2 separate regions of the Sus scrofa genome follow, and region 1 is linked to region 2. The links are chromatin contacts, called in public HiChIP or PLAC-seq maps. All regions are on one chromosome and are shown on one strand. The core of a region is the stretch at or near the end of the contact, and the rest is flanking DNA. Distances in the headings are between cores, read along the strand shown.

Region 1 (6,870 bases), core at 315-2,814, 91 kb after region 2:
AATTCAGTTATTCCCTCTTACAACTAAATTTATAATCAGCTTCTAAAGGTGTTTTTCTTCTGCTGCCTGAAGTTACAACTTCTTTCTTCAGACCAAGATTCTCTAGCTTCCATTTCAGGGAGTGGACAAGAGTTACAAAAGAGCTGATAACTCTTAGTCTGTTCTCACTATGGTATGTTTTAGTGAGTTTTTGGTTAAAAGGCCTTCTTTGAAGAATAGGTCCTGCAACGCCGCCTGTCTGTGGACCCAGGAAAAATTATAAACAGTTATTATGAAACCAGATCACTAGGACAAACCAAGAGGCCTTCCTATTCCAATTCACCACAACCATGCCTGGCTCCAAAGCAGACTCTTTAGCTGCCCCATATTATGTGGGAAGCAACAGGAAGGAAATATTTGCAAATGTATGAGTATGTACATGTAAGGATCAAATATATTTTTCATCCACTGAGTTACACATAAATGTATATGAATGTTAAGATCAGTTCATCTAAAATCCTTGAGATCAAGGAAGTGAAGGTTAGCTCAGCACTTACAATAGTTCGGGGAAAAAAACAAAACAAAAAACCTGCAGCAGAACAGTATGGAAAAGTACAGCTCCTCCTCACGTGTCTCTCACAGACACAAATACTTAGCTCTGAGTCCATTACAACCTTGCCTCTCCCGAAACTGCTCCTCTCCGCCTCCCAAGTGGGAGAAATTTGCCGGCATCCTAGTCGGTCCCCCAAAGACTCCTCTGCCTATTAACTTAGCCCTCCCCGCTTGGGTCCCAGTCCCGCCCCCGCCCCTGGAGTAACTTGGCCCTACTGGCCTGAGACCGACCCCGCCGGGTGTGCAAATAAGGAATCTAACCAATTCCCTCCATCCTTAACCGTGTGAACCATCCCAGGGTAATGTGCTGTTCATCCACTCCGGGGCCGCTGTGGTCCTCCCACCCCCACGTGTCAGCTACCCTCCCCCACATGCCCACACCTCACGATTTCGGCCGGGGAAAGAAAGAGGGCAGGGGAAAGCCTGGCCCCGGAGACAGATCAAGCCCACAGGAATCTGTCCCACCGCAAGTCCCCTCCCACCTTTGGCCCCGACCCTTTACACTCCCTTCCTCCCTTCTGCCTTTGAAACCAGGCCCTTGCCTCAGAAACCTCCTCTTCCTCGTCGTCGTCGTCCTCTTCTTCCTCGCTGTTGTTGCTGCTGGTGCCGCCGCCGCCACCTCCTCCGCCGCCGCCGCCTCCACCGCCGCCGCTGTTGTCGCTGTCGCTGCTGCTCTCGCTACTGCTGGGGGGTCGGCAAGTCCGGTTACGCTTGGCCTTGTGGTGCTGCTGCTGCGGCGGCGGCTTCTTCTTCAGGAGCAGGTCGCAGACTCGCACCATCCCACGAGGAGACGAGGCCGAGCGAGCCCCGCTGCTGCCGCCGCCGCCGCCGCCGCCGCCGCCGCCGCCGCCGCTGCCGACCTCCGCCGCCGCCGCCGCCGCGGGGGGGCCCGCCACTGCCGCCACCGCCGGGGGGCTCCCTTCTCCCTCAGCCGCCGTCGCCGCCGCCGCCACCGGAACCGTCGCCTTCTCCATCTCCTGGGAAAGAGGGAGGGCGCGGACGGGGGAGGGGCGTGGGGGCTACGCTCTACCGCGACTTCGGCCGCACCAGGGCCAACACAGCGCTCGGGGCCGCCTCCGCCGCCACCGCCTCGGTCACCTCTACTGCCGCCGCCGCCGCCGCCGCTCCGCCAGCTCTCACCTCGTCTCGCGATACTAAGGGCGGGGAGCCTGACGATGGGAGGGAGGGAGCGTGAGGAGCAAGGGGGGGGGGTGAAGAGGCGAAGAGGGAGACCAGGGTATCGGGCGATCCAGCGCAGGGGAGACCACCCGGAGTCGGGGCGAGTGTGCCTAGGGCGGCTTCCGATGGGGGGACGGCGGGGCAGAGAAGGCCGCAGCCACTGCCGTAGCGCCCGCGAGCACCCGGATTTCTTCTCTTTCCTCGCAATTTCCCCCACACACAGCCCTTCAGACCTCCCTTCTTCCTTCCTCGCTGGTGACTAGAACGCAGCCGCAGGCGGAAGTACAGGTGACGCCATCAGCCGTCGCCTGAGCGGTGGCGCGCGGGTGGCCGAAAGACGAAAGTGAGATTTCGAGGGCCGGGTCCCGGGCCTCTGCGGGCGGGCAGTGCTGCGGTGCCTGTGGCGGGCGGGCGGGCTGGAGGGAGCGGCCGGGTCGGGGGGGAACCCGGCACAGAAGTGCGGGCCCGAGGCTTTGTTAGCTGGAGGCCCCGACCGCCAGATCCGGGAGGTGGGGCCTGGTTCTGGACGGTTGTACGTAGTTTCGTTCCTGGCCATTTTTTCCACCTCCAAATGGTGAGTTAGGGCTTTGGATCTAGAGCGATGGCGTCGTGTAAAGGAAAGAGGTCCCTCTGCCTAAGTTTAAGTCTCTGGTTATAGATTCCCTCAATCTGAGGTTTACACTTGTGTGACATAAAGGAGTTCAAATAGGTGATGTCTGAGATCACTACAACTCCAAGTTGCTAAAGGGGAGAAGACAGGAGAAGGAAGCAGGATCTGTGCCATACTTTGCAGACGAGTCAGTGAATGACCCCGATTTAGTCCTTCCACCTCTCACCGACTTGGCTTTTATCTCTGCAGTGAGCATCATAAGTAATCATCCTTGTCTGTGAATCTCTTGGAAGGAATATCGTGATAAGGGTTGTGGGTTCATTTGTAGGTGTCTGAAGAACTTTCAGGACTTTTGAAATAATAGCGTAGCTTATTGAACTCAGAATTAGCCCTTTCTGGTTCAATATGAACACAGTGGCATAAGGAAAATGAAGGAAACATCAAAGGCAGATGTACTGGCGCAAGATAAAAAGTATGTCTCAGCTGACATAGTTGCCATTTTAAGACTGCTAAGTTTAGCTGAATGTGCCTGAATTTTTTTTAGCTTTTTTTTCTTTTTAGCACTGGCATACCATATGAAATGTGGGCAGTTGCCAGTACTCTACAGAGTACTATTGGCAATGATTGAATCAATTCATTCAAGTGAAAATTCATGTGCCTACTGTGTGCATAGTTAATAAAGTCTAAGTCTACTTACAGGGGCTTAATAGTGTAAAGTGTGAGTGCTATAGTAAATATATGCCCAAAGTGCTAACCATCTCCCTGTTTCTCTCCTAAGAAATGGTAGCTAAGTTCCTGTGCAGAACAGTAGACTACACTGTGTAGCTTAACCACCACAAGTTTAGGTCTGTAATCTCAGCTGGACTCCTCCCTCTTAAATATTCTTCAGCACCGTTTTCTCCTTTCCCACCAGAATACATTTGGATTCTTTAAATCCCAGCCATGTTTCATTATATGACTTTGCTTCAAACGTCACAAGAAGACTGATGCTATTAGTCACAGAGTCCTTCAATTTTCCAAATGCTGGAAACTTCAGTACTTCTGCATCTTTCCTTTCCTTCAGTGTCAGAGGAACTTGACATTCTTTGCTCTTATACAAGATGACTTATCCATCTGTACTCTAGTTCCAACCCCCACTTTCTCTTTTATTATCTTTTCTTCAATCCTCTACTTTTGCGGTTCCACTCTTACTTCTTTTCGTCACACCAAGCTTTAAAGAGTATTCTTTAAACCAAGCTTTAAAGAGTATTCTACATTTCATGTCTCTTTGTTGTCTGGATTTCACTTACTAACCCTCTGCATTCTTAACTTCTGTACCTATCCCACTAGCAAAAATATCTTTTAAAGTAATCCCGTTATTTAGAAGAAAATGAATTCTCACTCTTTTTTATAATAGGGAAATGATTATGTTGCTGGGACTAGTAGAATAAGGCTGAACATATTAGAATGGACAAAGCCCCTAGAGTGATTCTTATTTTTATCTAGCTCTTTTTTTTTCTTTTAGAATCTTATATTAGAGAATTAACTAGTCATTCATGAAACTTAGTTATTCTTCCTGGACTAAAGATCCCCATTTCCTTTTAGTTAGTTGTGGCCATGTAATTGACTTTTACTCAGTGAAACATAAATGGAAGGGATGCACTCATTTCCAGACTTAATGGAGTCCTCCCATCCTCCCTTACTCTTTGTCCAGCAGCCTGATCCTAACGAGTATAGTGACCTTGAAAACTATATGTTGGAGGTGCCAGAGCCAGAAGAGAGAAGGAGCATAAGTGGTTAAATTTCTACTTGGAAAACAGCTCCAAATTAGAAACACTCCTTTTTGGACTTTGTGTAAGAGAGAAAATTGAGATTCGAGAATTTATGTTATGGGAACTAGAATGACCATAACTAACTTGGAAATGGGTACTGGAAGTGGGGCACTCCTAAGAAAATAAAGTAACTAATAGATGTTGTAGGGCTTAGTGATGATGCAGCAGATGTTAGAGAAAGTTATATCAGAGGCTGGAAAAAGGAGACCCATATTTTGCAGTGGCAAAATCATTGGTAAAACTGTTACCCATAATAATTGAAAAGCCTTTCACCTAGCTATTGAAACTGTAGCTCAATAGTACAGTCTCAATAATAAGAGGAAATAGTTCAAAAGAGTTAAAGCAATAGTATATTTTAAATTACTTTTAGCAAGATCTTACTAGAAAAAAATAAGCTCAGGAAACAATTGCAGAAATTAAAATTCACAGGAATGGAGTTCTTGTCATGGCTCAGTGGTTAACGAACCCGGCTAAGAACCATGAGGTTGCGGGTTCAATCCCTAGCCTCACTCACTTGGTTGCGGATCAGGCGTTGCGGTGGGCTGTGGCGTAGGTCGCAGATGCAGCTCGGATCTGGCATTGCTGTGGCTGTGATGTAGGCCGGTGGCTGCAGCTACAATTCAACCCCTAGTCTGGGAACCTCCATATGACGGGGGAGCTGCTGTAGAAAAGACACAAAGACAAAAAAAAAGAAAGAAAAGAAATTCACAGGAATATTTGGAAAAGATGACTTTTTTGTAGACCTTGAACAGAAAAAAAAAAAAAAAAAACAAAAACAGGTCTTGAGTACAGTCCTCTCAAGATTTAGTCCTGGAACAAAGATCAGATCGAGGCTTTGACCTTTTCATCCACAGCCATTATTTTAGATGGCCTCAAGGTGGCTGGGGTGAAGTTCTTGAGAAACTGACATGGGGACGAGGAAGCAAAGAAGTAAATCAGGTTTGAGAATTATGTAAGAAAGAATTTTGAGTGTAGTTGCTGGAAGCCAATAGATGATAGGACTACATTTTTAAAGTAATTTTATTAGTAATCAAATAATGAACATGATCAAATATTGTTCAAGTGTTAAAACAGCGAGGCAACTGTTCAGCCTCAAACCTGCATAAATAGAGAATAGGGCATAAATGCTTCACAACTCCCGAGTACTCACCTAGGAGTATGTGGACATGGAGAATGTAGACAGAGGACATTTCAAAGGGGCCACATAGAATTGGGCCACATAGAAGACAGAGGACAATCAAGTTCCTCTCCAGAGATAGACCGGGATCTCGTCAAAGTTTCCTCCACATTCAGGGAAGATGGATCACAGAATGCCTGCTCAGTATTTCATCATTGTTATGTTTCCAAATTTTCTAGTGCCACATTTTTCTCTTTTCTTAATTAGAACTTATAGTAGTTGACCTGTTTCTGATCTACCCCTATACATTGTGTTTGCTGGAACTTGGTGGTTAGAGATAACTTGTGTTTTTAATTCATCGGTTGCATCTGGATGTAATGAGGACTGCACATTACCTAAAAACTTAGATTTTAAGCCTGACCTAGTGACTGGGTAGAAATTTCAGGTTGTCTTTATTGGGGTAGGATGTGTTCTTTGAGTGGGAAGAAAGATAAAATAGATATTTAGTAATCAGAATAGTGGAATGTGGACACTGGGTTCTTTTTCTGGGCACACAGATTATATTTTGCAGCCTCCTTTGCAGTTAGGCTTACCAGTTAGATGTGCCAGTTAAGTTCTAACCAGTGGAATGTGGGTATAACTGATGTGCTCCTATTGCAACTGGTCTGTAAAAATACCACATGAAAAGTCCTCCAGTAGCTCCCTATTTGCCACCTCCTTAAGGCATTTGTATTGGAAGCCATGTGTTGAAGATGGTGAAGCCACAAGGTGGAAGGTCTCTGGTTTCCTAGATCTCCCCTTGGCAGATAGCTGCCTGCCTTTTAGGAATACTTGTGTTTAGAGTTCATATGCATTCTTTTGTGTGCCCACTGAGATTTGAAAGTTTGTCCTAAGTACTATGGACCTACCTTTCTTTCGCCAGGTACAACTGTTCATTTCCTGGTCTTAACTCCCATACCACAGGAGTAGGCCAGTAAATCAAACCAGCCAGTTTGACTAGTTCCTCAGTCATAGTGATTGGTGTAGGAATGGGAGCTTAACAAAAGGAAGCCAATTGGAGACAACCTTACCACTTGGGCTAGCATTATTGAGAAAGGAGCACCTCACTCTGGCTGAAATTAAGCAAAAACTTAAATTACCTATGGCCATGTGCTATGAACCTGCCTGAGAATGAAATCATTACAAGAACATAGAGGCAGTCTCAATGGTATTGCAAGAAGAAAAAAGAGCCCATGAATTGAGACACATATTTCTTGACTCTTTCCTCAGAGTTGAAACCCTAAGGTGTAAGGGATAGATACTGTCAGGAAGATTTTGAAATTCAAAAATGGAACTTGTGGCTTGTGCCCTGCTTCCCACCTGGGAACACTGGCAACTACAATCAAGTAGAAATGGCAGCATATGTTTAAGCAGAGGGCCAGGCAGCGTTAAGAACATATTCCTGCCTGTTCTTTGACTATAGCGAACTGAAAAGAGATACAGAATTCCGTAAAAGGTGTGTAAGTTTGGTTCAGAGTAAGAGCCCAGTTGCTTTACAGGGCTTACGTAGTGCAGGGTGATTA
Region 2 (6,033 bases), core at 1,054-3,553:
TCAAAGGGTGTTAATATTTAAAAACTGAAAAAGAAATAGGCATAACCTGTTGAAGACTGTGCATTAACATCAGCTTTATGAGCTAGCAGCAACTTCACAATTTTGACATGTCCTCCATTAGCAGCAGCCATTAAAGGTGTGATGTCACCTTTGATTCCCCTATCTTCCACATTTGCATGCATTGCCAACAAAACCTTATGAAAGAAAAAGTTTAAGATATTAAAAAATGGTATTTTCATCAAAATTTTTTGAACATATATTTATATTAACACCTACCTAGTCATACTATAGTAAAAGCAAATAAACACACAATGCATTACCAACACTATTTCTTAAAACGAGCCTGATGGTCGATTTTATTTTATTATTTCATTACTACACAGGCCAGATTAAGACAAAAAACAAAAAAAATCATGAGACTGCTTTTGATAACACAAACCTGTGCAAGCTCATAATATCCAGCGGAGCAAGCTAAACAAAGGAGACTCTCCCCTTCCTCCGTGTGTTCATTTACACTTCGCCCTTCAATGAGTAACTTGCGCACAGCATTCACATCTCCTTCTGAACAGGCTTCTGCCAAACTGCGGCTATTTGAGAAAGAATATTGAAATATCAGGATATAAGAATATAAAAAAAATCACCCACCATAAGTATTGAATTCTGAGGTTAATCTGGACAGCAGTGCTAAACAAGAATGATTATTTCAAAGATTCATAATAAATATGAGAAAATAAAATGATTCGATTCACTGAGTTTTTAAAATCTACATATAAAAGTCACTGAATTAAAATGATCAACATTACAAAATGTTTTCAGTCACGCAACTGAAAGATAAAGTCCAATTTACTATAAGTAGGGAAAAAAACCCAAAATTTTAAAATATAAAACTGTATAGAAAATACAAGTTTACAACTATACTTCTGTTCAGTCCCTAGAAAAAGTTTATGAAATTTAATAAAATACTTAAAACTTGTACTAATTATAAAGAACTCTCTGGGTCCTTCAATCAAGTAAAGGGAAATTAGGAAAGCTGTGAGCATGTAATTTTTACTTATCTATGAATAACTGATAAGATTCTTTTTTTTTTTTTTTTAAAGGGCCACACCTACAGCATACGGAGGTTCCCAGGTTAGGGGTCCAATCAGAGCTTCAGCTGCCAGCCTATGCTACAGCCAAAGCAATGCCAGATCTGAGCTGCATCTGTGACCTAAGCCAAGGCCCACAGGAATGCCAGACCCTTACCCCACTGAGCAGGGCCAGGGATCGAACCCGTGTCCTCATGGATACCAATCAGGTTCGTTACCACTGAGCCACAATAGGAACTCCAAGAAGATTCTTTTTTGAAGTATTTACTTATTCCATCAGTTTTTTGGGGAAGTATGAAAAATATCCAGGTCAGGCAGAGGCTTAATTCAAACAGAAGGACAGTGGAAAAAGTGGTGGAACACAAAAATTAGACTGAGAGTAAATCTCCCAAAGGAATTCCAAATATGGACATTTCTAAAGGTTCTTTCACTTTTGGATAAAATTCATTCTTAGAAAAATGTTATTCAGGTCTTTTAATATTCTCTTTATTCAAAATAAAAGAGAGCAACTGGAAAAAAAATATTCTCTTTATTCAAATATATCTCAATATACATCTTCTTGAATCATGGCTCTGTCACTTCAGGTACTGAAGGTATCCATGTATAACCTCTATTCTACACCCCTATTCTTTTTTAGGGCCACACCCACAGCATATGGAGGTTCCGAGGCTAGGGGTCAAATAGGAGCTACAGCTGCCGGCCTGGGCCTGCCTATACCACAGCCATAGCAAAGCAGGATCCGAGCCGCGTCTGCAACCTACACCACAGCTCACAGCAATGCTGGATCCTTAACTCACTGAGCGAGGCCAGGGATCGAATCCTCAACCTCATGGTTCCTAGTCGGATCTGTTTCTGCTGCACTACAATGGGAATTCCTCTACACCCCTATTCTTTACCACCCAGATTTGAGAACTTCATCTTTAGTTCAGATTATGGCAAAGTCTCCTAGGCAGTCTCCCTTGCTAGCTTTCCTTCAGGCTACCTCTCTCTATCTCTGGCCATGCCCATGGCATCTGGAAGTTCAGGGACAGGGATCAAATCTGTGCCACAGCAGTGACCAGAGCCATAGCAGTGACAACACCAGAAACTTAACCTGCTGAGCCACCAGGGAACTCTTCTTTCAAGCTCTTTTCAACCAAGAACCCAGAGATCTTGCTTATAAGAAAGCACATCACGTCATCCAACGGCCTCTAATCTTATCACGGTAAAGGTCAAAATTTTTATAGGATCTGTCCAGTGGTAAGATCTCATACTTCTCCTTTTACTTCTCTGGTTTCATCACCTACTATTCTCACTCTTCCTCTTTCCACTTTAGCCAAAATGGCTTTCTTTTCATTAAAAATACTAATTAAGCTGCAACTCCAAGATTTATGTATCTGCTGTCCCTCTGACAAGACAGTTTCTCTTGTAGGCACAGATCACTACCTTATTTATTTCAGGTCTTTGCTAAAAAGTCCACCTCTTAGGTGAGGATCTCTGATTACCCTATTAAAAACACAATGTGTGGAGTTCCCGTCGTGGCACAGTGGTTAACGAATCCGACTAGGAACCATGAGGTTGTGGGTTCCATCCCTGCCCCTTGCTCAGTGGGTTAGCGATCCAGCATTGCTGTGAGCTGTGGTATAGGTCGCAGATGCGGCTCGGATCCCGCGTTGCTGTGGCTCTGGCGTAGGCTGGCAGCTATAGCTCGATTAGACCCCTAGCCTGGGAACCTCCATATGCCACAGGAGCGGCTCAAGAAATGGCAAAAAGACAAAACAAAACAAAACAAACAAACAAACCCCCCCCCAAAAAAAACCCCACAATGTGATCTTCACCTTAAACACTGCCTTAGCACTTCCCCAATTTCTCTGCCCATAACCTTATCATTCATTTTATGCCATACTATATAGTTCACCTACTTGTTAAATGTACTCTCCCCTTGCCAAAATGAAAGCTTTGAACAGCACTTAATAAAACTGTCTCAATTTCCCATTTTATAGCACTGACAGTTGCTAGATCCAGTGTTCTCAGTCTAGGACAAATCCTTTCCACAAGACATTTCCTATATAAGAACATTTTTTTTTTTTTTTCCTTTCAGGTGGTCTCTCATCCTCTCTCTCTTTCTCAGGCACATACCCTCTATTTCCCCATTTGAAATCTCATTCAATTTCCTCCGTGTAAGCTTTAAAATAACCTTTCGGAACTATTCTAGCCAACAGATGAACTTCAGAACTTGTGAGCAAAGTTAAAACTGGCACACGCCACAACACTTAACTACTGTAAAGTCTAGCACATAGTACTCAATGTACTCAATTATTTCTCAACATTTGCTGAACAAATATGACTGTCACAAGCATGCTCTACTGTTTTGCTGATCACTTACAGTATTTTCAGTGCCAAAGAACCTGTAACTCTTTATTTTTTTTCTATTCTATTTCCTGCTTGAAGTAGCTTTAACATACTCTTCTGCCAGTCTCATAAGACACCACATGAAAAATATCTGAAGAGTATCAATAATATTGTAGGCCTGTAAAACTGAAAGTTAACTAAGGAATAGAACCTAAAGATAACTATAATGAATGATGTCAGATGAACGACAACGAACACAGAGCCAAGAATAACATCAACTTCACACTTTTGTTAATGCTATATTAACCTCTCTTTCACGGTCTTAAATGATGCTGCATAAAAACACTATTATATAAAAGATGATTCTTTTTTTTTTTTTTTTTTTTTTTGTCTTTTTAGGGCCTCACCTGAGGCATGTGGAGGTTCCCAGGCTAGGGGTCTAATTGGAGCTGTTGCTGCTGGCCTACACCACTGCCATAGTAATGCCAGATCTTTAACCCACTGAGCGAGGCCAGGGATTGAACCTGCAACCTCATGGTTCCCAGTTAGATTTGTTTCTGCTGCGCCACAAGAGGAACTCCAAAAGATGATTCTTAAGTGCTATATTTCATCTCTAAACTCATATACCAAAGAATACTCTCATTCTCTCAACTATTTAAACGCATCTGCTAAAACACAGTTGACCAGGAGCAACATGGAGGTTAGGGGTGCCCATACTCCACTCAGCTGAAAATCTGCAAATAACTTAGACCTGCATAAATGCAGTTCCTCCATATCATGGTGCCTCTATATCCACATTCATGCAACCATGGATTCAACCAACCACAAACTGAAATCTGTGTATAAGGATCTGTGCAGTTCAGACCTATAGGTAAAGGGTCAACTATAAATAAAATGGTTTCTTTTTAGTTAGAGGGGAAAAAAAGAAGCCTCTGAGGAGTGAAGACAATAAGGACTATTAATGATTTTCTGCCAGCTGCATCCTTGGCATTATATTTTTCACTATACTATCCATATTGTTTTATATATGAAATGGTATGACCTTTAATACATAACATCATCAGAAAAACTTAAAAGGTCAAGTCACAAAATATTTACTGAGTCCTTACTAACTGTGAAGTACTACATAATAGGGATTGTAGGACACAAAACAAGAAAGTCCCTGGAACTCACATTCAACTTATGGAAACTAGATTTATGATATTTTTTGAACATTCATAAAACAAATAAAAACCTTGCCTTTTAAAATGGTCAAACTGGAGTTCCCGTCGTGGCGCAGTGGTTAACGAATCCGACTAGGAACCATGAGGTTGCAGGTTCGGTCCCTGCCCTTGCTCAGTGGGTTAACGATCCGGCGTTGCCATGAGCTGTGGTGTAGGTTGCAGACGCGGCTCGGATCCCGCGTTGCTGTGGCTCTGGTGTAGGCTGGTGGCTCCAGCTCCGATTCGACCCCTAGCCTGGGAACCTCCATATGCCACGGGAGCGGCCCAAGAAATAGCAACAACAACAACAACAAAAGACAAAAGACAAAAAAATAAAATAAAATAAAATAAAATAAAATATAATGGTCAAACTATGCATATGAAGTAGAAAACGGCATTAGAAATCACTTCCTTTTTTGTCACCGAAACATTATAGCAAAAGATCTTTTATAATATCGTAAGAAGTCATCCTTGTAGTCAGATAGACACTGGTGTCCCAGCTCTGCTATTTGTCACCTATTTGATCATGATTAAGTTACTTCTTTTCAGCTTTTCATGAGTAAAATGGGAATGAAAACGAAATCCATGCCTAAGGCTTTTTGTGGGTACAAACAAGATATCACATATAAAATGGTTTTTGCACAGTGCCAGGCATAAAAACATGCTAAGTAAATGTCAGCTATTTCTATTATTTTTAAGAAAGTGATTTTATATTGATCACAGTGAAAATATACTTACTTGTCCGACTGCCCTGCATTTGCTGTGCTTTCAGCTCTCATACGGGTAAGTGCAGCAGCAGCTTCATCCAACGCACAACTAACAGACGATGTCAACCTCCGAAGCACTTCAGGATCTGCAAAGGCTTTACCATCAGCCGTAGATAATTTGCCTATTCCTATTATATTATTTTCACACCAATTTGGATATACCCAAAAGGAGAAACAAAGCAAAATTCAAGTTACTTAACTCTATTTATGTTAATCTCCAAATGACACACTGGACATATATATTATCTGGCCAGAATCTTTTGGGAAGTCACTGTTCCCCAATTCTCAATCTTATTTCTTCCATGTGGTCCCTAAGTGCTTGACTCTATGATTCTCCAGTCCTAGAAATAGGTCATTGGCCCATGATGGGATAAAGGAATGTCCTCACTTGGATCTGCAAAAAGAACCTATGTTCAAGGGTTGCTAAATTGCTAAGATGGGAATTATTAGCCACTTGTCCACTTTTACCATCACCAAGAGAAAAAGACTACCCAAAATAAGTCAACATAGAGGACAGCAGAGCAAAGAAATAGAAAGGAGACAAGTTTAGATAAAGTTACACTCCATGACTCATTGACGTTAGTAGTGCCAGAAGCCAGCACTATCCTTATACTTTTGGTAAATGCCCACTTTCATCTAAGAATGTTT

What was found. HiChIP or PLAC-seq counts read pairs in DNA pulled down with a chosen protein or histone mark.
Region 1: a contact with region 2 is called in an H3K27ac HiChIP or PLAC-seq map of alveolar macrophages. The contact joins the promoter of ANKRD17 here to the enhancer-like site in region 2. A contact is called at or near these places in 1 of 5 promoter capture datasets (liver), 11 of 47 Hi-C or Micro-C datasets (embryonic fibroblasts, heart right ventricle, liver and 3 more) and 1 of 2 datasets of contacts at active chromatin or transcription factors (alveolar macrophages).

Annotation. Positions count from the first base shown.
Region 1 is chr8:69,529,722-69,536,591 of Sscrofa11.1, forward strand. ANKRD17 (ankyrin repeat domain 17) reads right to left here and starts at 1,565. Exons shown (of 35, transcript NM_001201383.2): 1 at 1,446-1,565; 2 at 1,428-1,444; 3 at 1,134-1,425. The coding sequence starts at 1,565. It overlaps LOC110261978 (a long non-coding RNA gene), which reads left to right and starts at 1,814. Exons shown (of 3, transcript XR_002346393.1): 1 at 1,814-2,113.
Region 2 is chr8:69,438,273-69,444,305 of Sscrofa11.1, forward strand. ANKRD17 (ankyrin repeat domain 17) reads right to left here. Exons shown (of 35, transcript NM_001201383.2): 5 at 5,357-5,513; 6 at 440-587; 7 at 47-194. Among named protein-coding and RNA genes, the nearest start is that of ANKRD17, 90 kb to the right of the region's middle. Within about 2 kb of position 2,304, at least 3 of the 83 cell types and tissues checked have an H3K27ac peak or open chromatin away from gene starts, as enhancers often do. A contact at or near this core is called in alveolar macrophages and liver, where this site is marked.